Regions from separate parts of the Danio rerio genome. Here region 1 is linked to region 2. Evidence: chromatin contacts called from public Hi-C data. All regions are on one chromosome and are shown on one strand. Each heading gives the region's core, a stretch centred on a gene start, on an enhancer-like site or on the middle of the called end of the contact. The rest is flanking DNA. Distances are from core to core; before and after follow the strand shown.

What was found. A called contact is a pair of places that touch in the nucleus more often than the background predicts.
Region 1: a contact with region 2 is called in a Hi-C map of an unstated tissue, with 6 times the contacts expected there. The contact joins the promoter of arfip2a here to the enhancer-like site in region 2. A contact is called at or near these places in 4 of 18 Hi-C or Micro-C datasets (caudal fin, fibroblasts, hematopoietic stem cells and 1 more) and 1 of 4 datasets of contacts at active chromatin or transcription factors (embryo).

What each region holds. Positions count from the first base shown.
Region 1 is chr15:34,857,236-34,861,893 of GRCz12tu, reverse strand. arfip2a (ADP-ribosylation factor interacting protein 2a) reads right to left here and starts at 1,373. Exons shown (of 10, transcript NM_001005935.1): 1 at 1,214-1,373. It overlaps LOC141377874 (a long non-coding RNA gene), which reads left to right and starts at 1,390. Exons shown (of 3, transcript XR_012390971.1): 1 at 1,390-1,622; 2 at 3,990-4,052.
Region 2 is chr15:34,540,332-34,545,203 of GRCz12tu, reverse strand. No RefSeq gene overlaps it. Among named protein-coding and RNA genes, the nearest start is that of brca2, 21 kb to the right of the region's middle. Within about 2 kb of position 2,448, at least 2 of the 62 cell types and tissues checked have an H3K27ac peak or open chromatin away from gene starts, as enhancers often do.

The DNA.
Region 1 (4,658 bases), core at 124-2,623, 320 kb before region 2:
AGACAGATACAGATAGACAAACAGAGGCAATCAAAATAGATAGATAGACAGACAGACAGACAGACAGACAGACAGACAGACAAACAAACAGAGACTGAACGAAATACATGCTAGCACGAATAGATGCAACAACACATCAATTAAAATGTAGAGAGACAAACAGACAGATAGATAGACAGACAGACAGACAGACAGACAGACAGACAGACAGACAGACAGACAGACAGACAGATAGATAGATAGATAGATAGATAGATAGATAGTTTAACTAGACAGACAGATGGATAGGTTAACAGAGAGACAGATACAGATAGACAGACAGAGGCAATCAAAATAGATAGACAGACAGACAGACAGACAGACAGACAGACAAACAGAGACTGAACGAAATACATGCTAGCACGAATAGATGCAACAACACATCAGTTAAAATGTAGAGAGACAAACAGACAGATAGATAGACAGACAGACAGACAGACAGACAGACAGACAGACAGACAGACAGACAGACAGACAGACAGATAGATAGATAGGTTAACAAAGAGAGACAGATACAGATACAAACAGACAGACAGAAAATTTAAACAGACAGATTTTGACTGAATGACAGACATCCTATCTAGACAGACAAATGTACACATTTAATGTAGGCAGACAGGTTAACAATGAGAGACAGATATAGATAGACAGATAGAGTTAAGCTGAATGACAGACATGCTAGACAGATACACAAAGACAGATAGATTCAAATGTAACGTTGGATAAATAGACAGACCGATTGAGGAAAGACAAACGGTTTTTAAAACATTTAAGTATGTGTTGTAATATATAGCTATCTGCAAAGTAAGACAGGTAAATTAATAATAGATGATAGATTTACAAAGGACGTCTTAATATAACGTTAACTCAACATTACATTGCATGCATTAATCTCTAACGTTGCAGTATATGCCAGTGTATTAGCAGCAGCAATCTCGGGCCCTTACAAAACTACTCCAACAGACTGCATAGGCATCGGCCAAAATTGCACCCATGTATGGGGAAGGGATGGATTACACTTAAAGCTACGGTGTGAATAGACGCCATGACGGGATTGAGCCCGAGCAGGTCAAGCGTCCTCCGATTGTCATTACCGCTGCGATGCTACGTGTCACACTGTGAGAAGAGAGGATGCTTGACCTACACGATCACCATCTGCCGCCGATTTATTTACCTGAATGCCGTCTCAACCGCTGAACCAAATCGGACCGCATTGAAGATTATTCCATGATCAAAACACGATGTGTGTGTGTATTCAACGGGTGTCTGGAGAGCGAATAATCTCCACTGGCTCCTCTGTCAATCCTCTTGGTCGCTCGGTAACGCAAATCCTCTCCGTCCGTTCTCTGCAAACGGAAGTGACGACGTGACATTCTTCAGGGTTGCTGGAGCGTTATTACACTGAAGTAAACAGCAACACGGGCGTTTATTTTTACATAATATACTAATCAAATATTATTTTTTATGCGTGTGAGGTTAATAGTGATGAGCAGCTTTCAATAAAAAGGAAGATAGAGAAAGATATACAGGATGCTACTGCTATACTCTGTGTAACCAGGAGATGTCAGCATCACTCCAGAAATGTAAGCATCACTTCAACATTTCTAGTTCTGGTTAACTCATTTTGGATATAAATGTGGCTTGTTCCAACTTTCCTGATTCATTGATATATTACATTTTAAAACACTTTAATAGTGAAATATATGCAGAACATCTGCATTACTAATGATGCAGTGCAGAAAATTCACACCAATAAAAAATCTTTAGCTTCGTCCACACAAAGTATAAAGCTTTTCCAACTTTCATATCTGATTTGTAAACTAAATGGATATTTAAATGATGTAACAATAATAACATCATTTATACAACACAATAAATAAAAAATTAGTTAACTATAAATAAGACTGACCAAATATAAATAAAATAGTTCTGGTTAAGTCATTTTGGGTGATGCAGTGGCGCAGTGGGTAGTGCTGTCACCTCACAGCAAGATGGTCGCTGTTTCGAGCCTCGGCTGGGTAAGTTGGCATTTCTGTGTCGAGTTAGCATGTTCTCGCTGCGTTTGCGTGGGTTTCCTCTGGGTACTCTGGTTTCAGTAAGGCATGCAGTACAGGTTAATTTGGTAGGCTAAATTGTCCGTAGTGTATGAGTGTGAATGAGTGTGTGTGTGTGGGTGTTTCCCAGGAAAGTGTTGTGGTTGGAAGAGCATTTGCTGCGTAAAAACATGCTGGATAAGTTGACGGTTCATTCCGCTGTGGCGACTCTGGATTAATAAAGGGACTAAGCCGAAAAGAAAATTAATGAATGAATGATATATGTACATATATAACAAAACGGTACACGATGGCTCAGTGGTTAGCACTGTAGCCTCACAGCAGAAACGTCGCTGATTTTAGTCCCGGCTGGATCAATTATTCCATTGACTATCCGCTTGTTAAGTGCAGTGTTGGGGAGTAACTAGTTACATGTAACGCCGTTACGTAATTTAATTACAAAATAAAAGTAACAGTAATTAGTTACAGTTACTAAGAAAAATATGTAATTAAATTAGTTACTTTTGAAAATGTTAAAAATTACAAATGGGGTTACATCTAATATTTTTCTTTAAATCCCTGTGATATGTTGAATAATATTAATCTATTGCTTTGCCTGTTTTTGATATGCACGATGGCTTCTGCTAAGGCCATTTATTCAACCTCTGATGCTTTTGATTTGCGGCGCAACCACGGGCGTAAATCCCGGGGGAACATGTTCATTGTCCTCCTCACCAAATAAAATACATAAATATATATATATATATAAACGCACTCTCTATTTTGAAAAATATATGGGTGTATACCTAAAATAATTGTCTAAGTAGAAAAAAAACGCATTTATTCATTCAGTGACAGCGCCATACATTGTTTACCATGGTACTTTGAATATTTGAACTGAAATCTCATGCAAGTTTGACTTCAAAACAACATTAATAGTAATAATAATAATACATTTTATTTGTATAGCACTTTTCCTACATTCATGGAACTCAAGGCACTTCACAAACAACAAACAGACATTGTAAAATAAACCAAATAGAAAATAATGTATATTAGACAATTAAAGCAAAATATATACTCAGATAAAAGCATACATGTACACGCATATATGCATACATCTACACAATCACACAAAATATTCTTTACATACATGCACACACACCGTACATGCATATGTACATAAACCTACACGATATAGATAAATTGCATAAACTTCACAAACTTATATTCATACACAATTTTAAAAAGGTGCTTCTTAAGCTTTTTAAAAATAAATTCTGGGGGATTCTTTTACTTAATTTAGGAGACAATTCCAAGATTTTGCAGCATAGTGACTAAAAGAAGTGCCGCTAGATCGCATCAGATTTACAAAGTGAAATTCTAAAAGTCGAGTGCTTGAAGAGCGTAGCACACGGTTTGGATTATATTTTGATAAGCAGTCAGAAAAGTATGAAAGGTGTCATGTTGTGTAGTGCCTTATAAACTAATAAAAGAATCCTAAAATTTATTCTATTAATGCTGGTGTGATATGTTCTTGTGTCTTCAATTTCAATAAAACTCTGGCTGCTGTATTTTGTATCAGTTGCAACATCTTTATAGAACCTTTAGGTAAACCAATATAATATTAACACTAACTGTAAACAATGCTGTACTTTGATGGTTGTTGGCTGCTAATATAATTTTACTATTTAGAATTTCCAATGAATACTCTTCTGATGTAATATTATGAGAGACTGAATGTGCAAATATAAAACCAACTTTACCTCAATGTTAAAATGACAGAGAAAAGGAAAATGGACATAAGATAATTTTTCAGTGCAGCAAAACTCCAAGTACAAAAAGTTCACATATTAAGCAATTTGGCATTCAGAATGAGTGCTTATGAAAATACTAATGTCACATTATCAATCACAGGCAGAGGAGAAAGAACTGATTGAGGAACAGGCAGAGCAGGGTCAGTCAGATGTACAGTGTCAGGTAAGGGTGTTGTGCTTTATTGAAGGGATAATGACAATTCTTTTAGGGGTGAACAATTTTTAAAAATGTTTTCTGAGTTGTGGCTGTTTAGCAGATGGACCTCACAGGCTCACCAATTTACAATATGATCTCTCAATTTAACAAGTGTAATGTTATTATTAATGTTATTATTAAAACCAGTTAGTTATTATGAGTATGGAAAACGTCTTTTCCTGCATTTATTCGGCTTCAGGAGTCAGTCTGTTGACTGTAAACAACACAACAAACAATGCAATAAATAGTTTTCAAGAAAATTTGCTGTCATCGAACCTGAGAAAAACTTTGAAAATAACCATAATGATGTAGTCTCCATGCTGTAATAAGAACAATAAAACCATTTTTAACTGCGGAGACATATAAGTACAGTTCAGCTGTATTATTTGTGTCCCCTTCAAAAAATCTTTTAACAATTGCTCATAAGAAATGTTATATTTATTGTCCCCCCTACTGTTACTGTAAATCAAATTAATGGCCATGGGCGCACCATGTCTAATCCTCCTTGCCATTGAAAAGCATGAGGAAGCATCTGCAGGTATGTAAGCTAGCGTTTCTTTGTTTTATAAAAGC
Region 2 (4,872 bases), core at 1,199-3,698:
CTTTGGGTGTATGGCCATACACAATAAATGCGCTATATAAATACACATTACATTACATTACATTACATTACATATTGTAAGGTGTCCTTGAGTGCTTTGAAAGGCGCCTATAAATAAAATGTATTATTATTATTATTAGTAGTAGTATTATTATATGACTGAACTCGTAGTACTTCACACGAATTAGCCACTAAACTGACAAAACATACGTTATCTCATGATAAGATCAGGCTGTAATAATCATGCTTGTTATGGAAAAGGTGCTTTAGAGAATACAAAAAACTTTGTGTTCATTTTCAAATGCCTGCAACAAAAATAAATAAATGAGCACATAAGGAAGAGGAAATGAAACGCAGAGCTGATGTTTGAATGCAGATCATCAGGCTTCTAGAGGCAGATCACAAAAAATAACACACAGACACAGACAAACTGAAATGTGGCACAACTGAAGTTAAGCACGGTGTTTCTTGATTTTCATAAAAATATTATGCTGGACAAATGAATTTTATGTATTTTATGTTTTTTTTTTTTTTTTTTGTTTCAGCCATGGGAAATTAACAATAATAATAATAATTCTGAGAAAAATGTAATTCTGAGAAATAAAAAAAAGGTAAGAACTGATTTTTTTTATTTTTTTTTTACATCAGATAAAAAAAAAAAAAACATTAAAATTCATAAATTCATATCTTTTCCCCCAGAACTGTAAGTTTATATCTTGAGATTTGAGTTTTTCACCACAGGTAACTGTAGTAAATGTGGCTTTATATCTCACCGTTTCCTCGAAGATTGAAATTTTTTTTTTAATTATATAAACAAAAATCTTGTCATTGTGTCTATTTATCTTGCAATTTCTAAAGATTTGCTGAAATAAAAAAAATAAAAAATAAAAACAATGGGTTATATATATTCATTAAAAAACAGTGTTTATGTCGATTCTGACTCTGACTGAAGTATGTTTTTATTTTAAATGCAAGAACTGCAACTGCATGTAGTAGCATTCAGAATTTTACCCCTGCCGAACTGCAAAAAATGAAATCAAAATTGACTTTATAAATTTTCCACTGTGAAAAATATTAATTATTTTAAGTTTAATGCAGAGTCGGGATTATGAAAATGTAAATTCAAAATTCAGACTTTTTCCTTTGACCTTCTTCAGAATATTGAGTTTAAATGTGAGTGAAACTGAGTGTAAAGAAACAGAAACGATTATTTTCAGCTCTGATTTCATATTATGACTTTGTTTTTACCTTTTACCTTTCTTGGTGATATAAATGCAGCAATAGTGTGCAATGTTGAGCTTACGATGAGTAACATATTAAGAGAACACTTTTTTGTGATGGCCCATTTGAGAATTAAACTGTCTGCTTAATATCTGTTGATACTGCTGCTAAACAGACATTTAACTGACTAGAAGAAACTTTGCAAGTACATGTCAACTTACACTAACCCTAACCTAACGGTGTGCTTTATTAGTTGGCATGTAGATGCAATGTAACTTAAATCAAACCATCAAATTAAAGCATCACATATAATATAGATGTGTAAATATGTAATATATATGTTATATAATATTAACGAGCAAGTAACGAATATCAGAGTCACTTTTTAAAAAATGTAATGCAAGTAACTTTTTAGTTTAGTTAATTCACTTTTTAAAAAATAAATTGCCGAATTAAAATGAACGTAGTCACATTAAATCCCGCACACAATGAGAGAATTCAGGAACAAACAGAAATGAAGATGGCAGAGCCTTACATTTCTGCAATAGAAATATTCTCATTATTTTGAACCCATAGGGAAAAAAAAAGATTATCTGAACAGACAGTGGTTTTTCTTTTTAATAAGACAAAAAGTACAAGAGTAGCAAAAATAATGCTTTAAACTGTCATTAATCTGTATATACGACAGGTCAGGACATTCTCCAAAGATAACAATATCCTACATTAATTTATGTGTTTTTTTAAAAAATAAGTTCTGAAAGAGATCACGCCTCAGTCAGGTCAGAAAAAGTAATGCAAAGGTCACGCAACACTTACCATGAAAATAATTAAGTTACGCAACTAGGTACTTTATTGGGGAGTAACTCAATATTGTAATAAACTACTTTCTAAAGTAACTTTCTCCAACACTGTTGGTGAGCATAACATACTTTGAAAATATATATAAAAATAGTACTGTGTATTAAGCCCATTTATTTTTTTATTACTAAATATATTACATTTAAAAATAAATAAATCAATAAAAATGAAATAAACTCCAGACCGTAAGACTTCATTCTACAAAAAGCAGTGTAAGTTCTGGCCTCATGGAAACAATTTTGGCCAAGATGCATCTATTTTCTGTGCACCACTAACAGATATGATCTGGTTGTCTGTGCTAGACAACAGGAGAGCCAGCTATCTTTATCATTGTGGGCCGCGGATCTTTAAATAGCTCCGTCTGTGTGCTGAATCAGCGCATTCTCAGTGACGGGATGATAGATGGAAAACTGAACACAGTGCAGGAAAGCCACTGATGGCAGATCACTGCAAATCTAGCATGACTGTGGTTTTCTCAAACATTCCTTGACGAGTCAACAGATTATGGGCTTGCTTTGCATTTCAAAAATCCTTATTATAAGCGATTGGAAAAGTAGAGGTTTCTCCAGAGTAAATGCCTGAGATCGTAATTTTATATCAGAGATTATTAACTGTGACAATGTTCTGTTTTTGGAAGAAAAGAAATGCTTTTGTTTGCCATTGCGGTGTAATGAAGCTTGATGGTTATAGTTTGCCATCGTGTTTGTCACAGCCGCTGCTGCCAGTTTTTAGCGGTTATTAAGTGATATTTTCATATTTCTTGCTCCATTCTCAATTCTTTAGCTTTAATATGAAAATGGCAGATTGTGAAACCCTATCTTCCTATAGTTGAATGGAGATTCTGCCAGTCAAGAGGGTTAGAAGTGTTAAAGCGCCACCTGCTGTTCAGTAATTACATTTTTTTTTTACACAAATGGACTGCTTTTGATATTGAACTTTTTTTTTTTTTGTGAATGAGCAGTGAGCATGTGACTATTGGAAATACACATTGAATATATACTGGTTGCTTACAAGCTAAAATCAAAAGAGCACACAACAAATTGACTATAATATTGCCAATGATGCACGTCTCAAAAAAAGATTTTTGCTGCTTGTTCAAAATACTTACTTCAAACGAGCTGAAGTGCCACAATTCTTGAGATTTTATGGGGGGGACTATTTATTTTTTATGTTTGATTAATTTGTAAACACAAGTTAGGGTTAGTTAACTTGATCTATTTGTGTTGGTTCAACATGAAGGTATTGTATAGAACCCAGTGTTTTCTGTAAAGAAAATACAGGAATGTTTTCCATTATGAAAACATTCCTGTATTTTTTTATTTTCTGTTTTTAGCCCCCAAAAAATCTAAAGAAAAGCTAGAGATAAATTTGTGCATTTCAGAGGAACAGCAAACTTTCTTTCCTGAATTAAGGTTTTCAAACAACTCATTCCAATGAATTATTCAATGGTCAAAGGTTGTGATTGGATTTAATTCGCCATGACCTGCCAAGAGCCAACCTGCCGTCATATAAGTGCGTTCCACTTAGTCAAGTGAACAAGGGATCTTACATTGACAGACCCTCACTCCATGTATTTTGACAGAGGGAGTGAATCTGCTTCATATGTAAACTCCAGCACCTATATGTGCCACAAAGCATTCTGATTGTGACAACATTTGCATTAGCATAGTAGTTTCCAATAGCTTAAGGGTTTAAAGTAGGGGTGTCCAAACTCAGCCCTGGAGGGCTAATGTCCTGCAGAGTTCAGCTCCAGCTTGCCTAAGCACACGTACCTGGAACCTTTTAATATGAAGCTACAGTCACACTAGAGTTTGTGCGTGTGAAATTCTGTAGTACGTTGCTGCGAAAAGGGGCGCAATTAAACAAGATGATTAGCCATTAGCCATGATTAGTCAGAGTTTTCCAAGCCTGAACTTACCAACGCAGCGAACTGCGAAACTAGATGCACAAACTTGCGTTTCCAGTCGCTTGCATATGAATAGAAGTCTATGGGGAGAAAAATTCAGTGTGACCGCAGCTTGACTTGTAAGATCTTGATTAACTTGTTCATGTGTGTCTTTTTAGGGTTGAAGTAAAACTTTGCAGAACACTGACCCTCCGGGACCGAATTTGGGCACTTCTGGTTTAGAGAATTCCATTGAAATCTACCATACAGATGTTCTAACAGTAGTGGACATTTGTGTAGTATAAATCAACTGACGTTCATCCAAGTCAACAAGATAGAGGGAAGTTAACACGTGAAGGGCATAAAAATCTGGACTGGAATAAAGCCATATTTTCATGCATTAAGGGACTGAATAAGAGAACTCAATCAATTTAAAGCAGGGGTGTCCAAAATCAGTCCTGGAGGGCCAGTGTCCTGCTGAGTTTAGCTCCAACTAGGGTTGTAACAATATACCGGTATGACGGTTTACCACGATTTGAACGTGCACGATTATCATACCATGAACAATTGCATATCAACGGTTTTAACCCTTAAAGACCGAGACAGCCGCCCACGGCTAAAAATAAGTATTGCTCTTAAATGTTTAATAACTTTTGATCCGCTGATCCCATTCATACAATTCAAAGATTGGCATAAAGAAGAGAATCTCAGCTTTCCAGTGCTGTATCACATAACATTCGCGGACTTGCAGAGGCTCCGGAATCAGTGCGGTTACGTCATCAACATTTGCCCACGCTGATTTGACAAAGAAACGCTCGTCACTGTGTCTCCGGACAAACCAGACATGCTACATTGATGCATTGTCCCTCCTCCATGCCCAGATTGGTTCAGACTCGCTATATCACAACC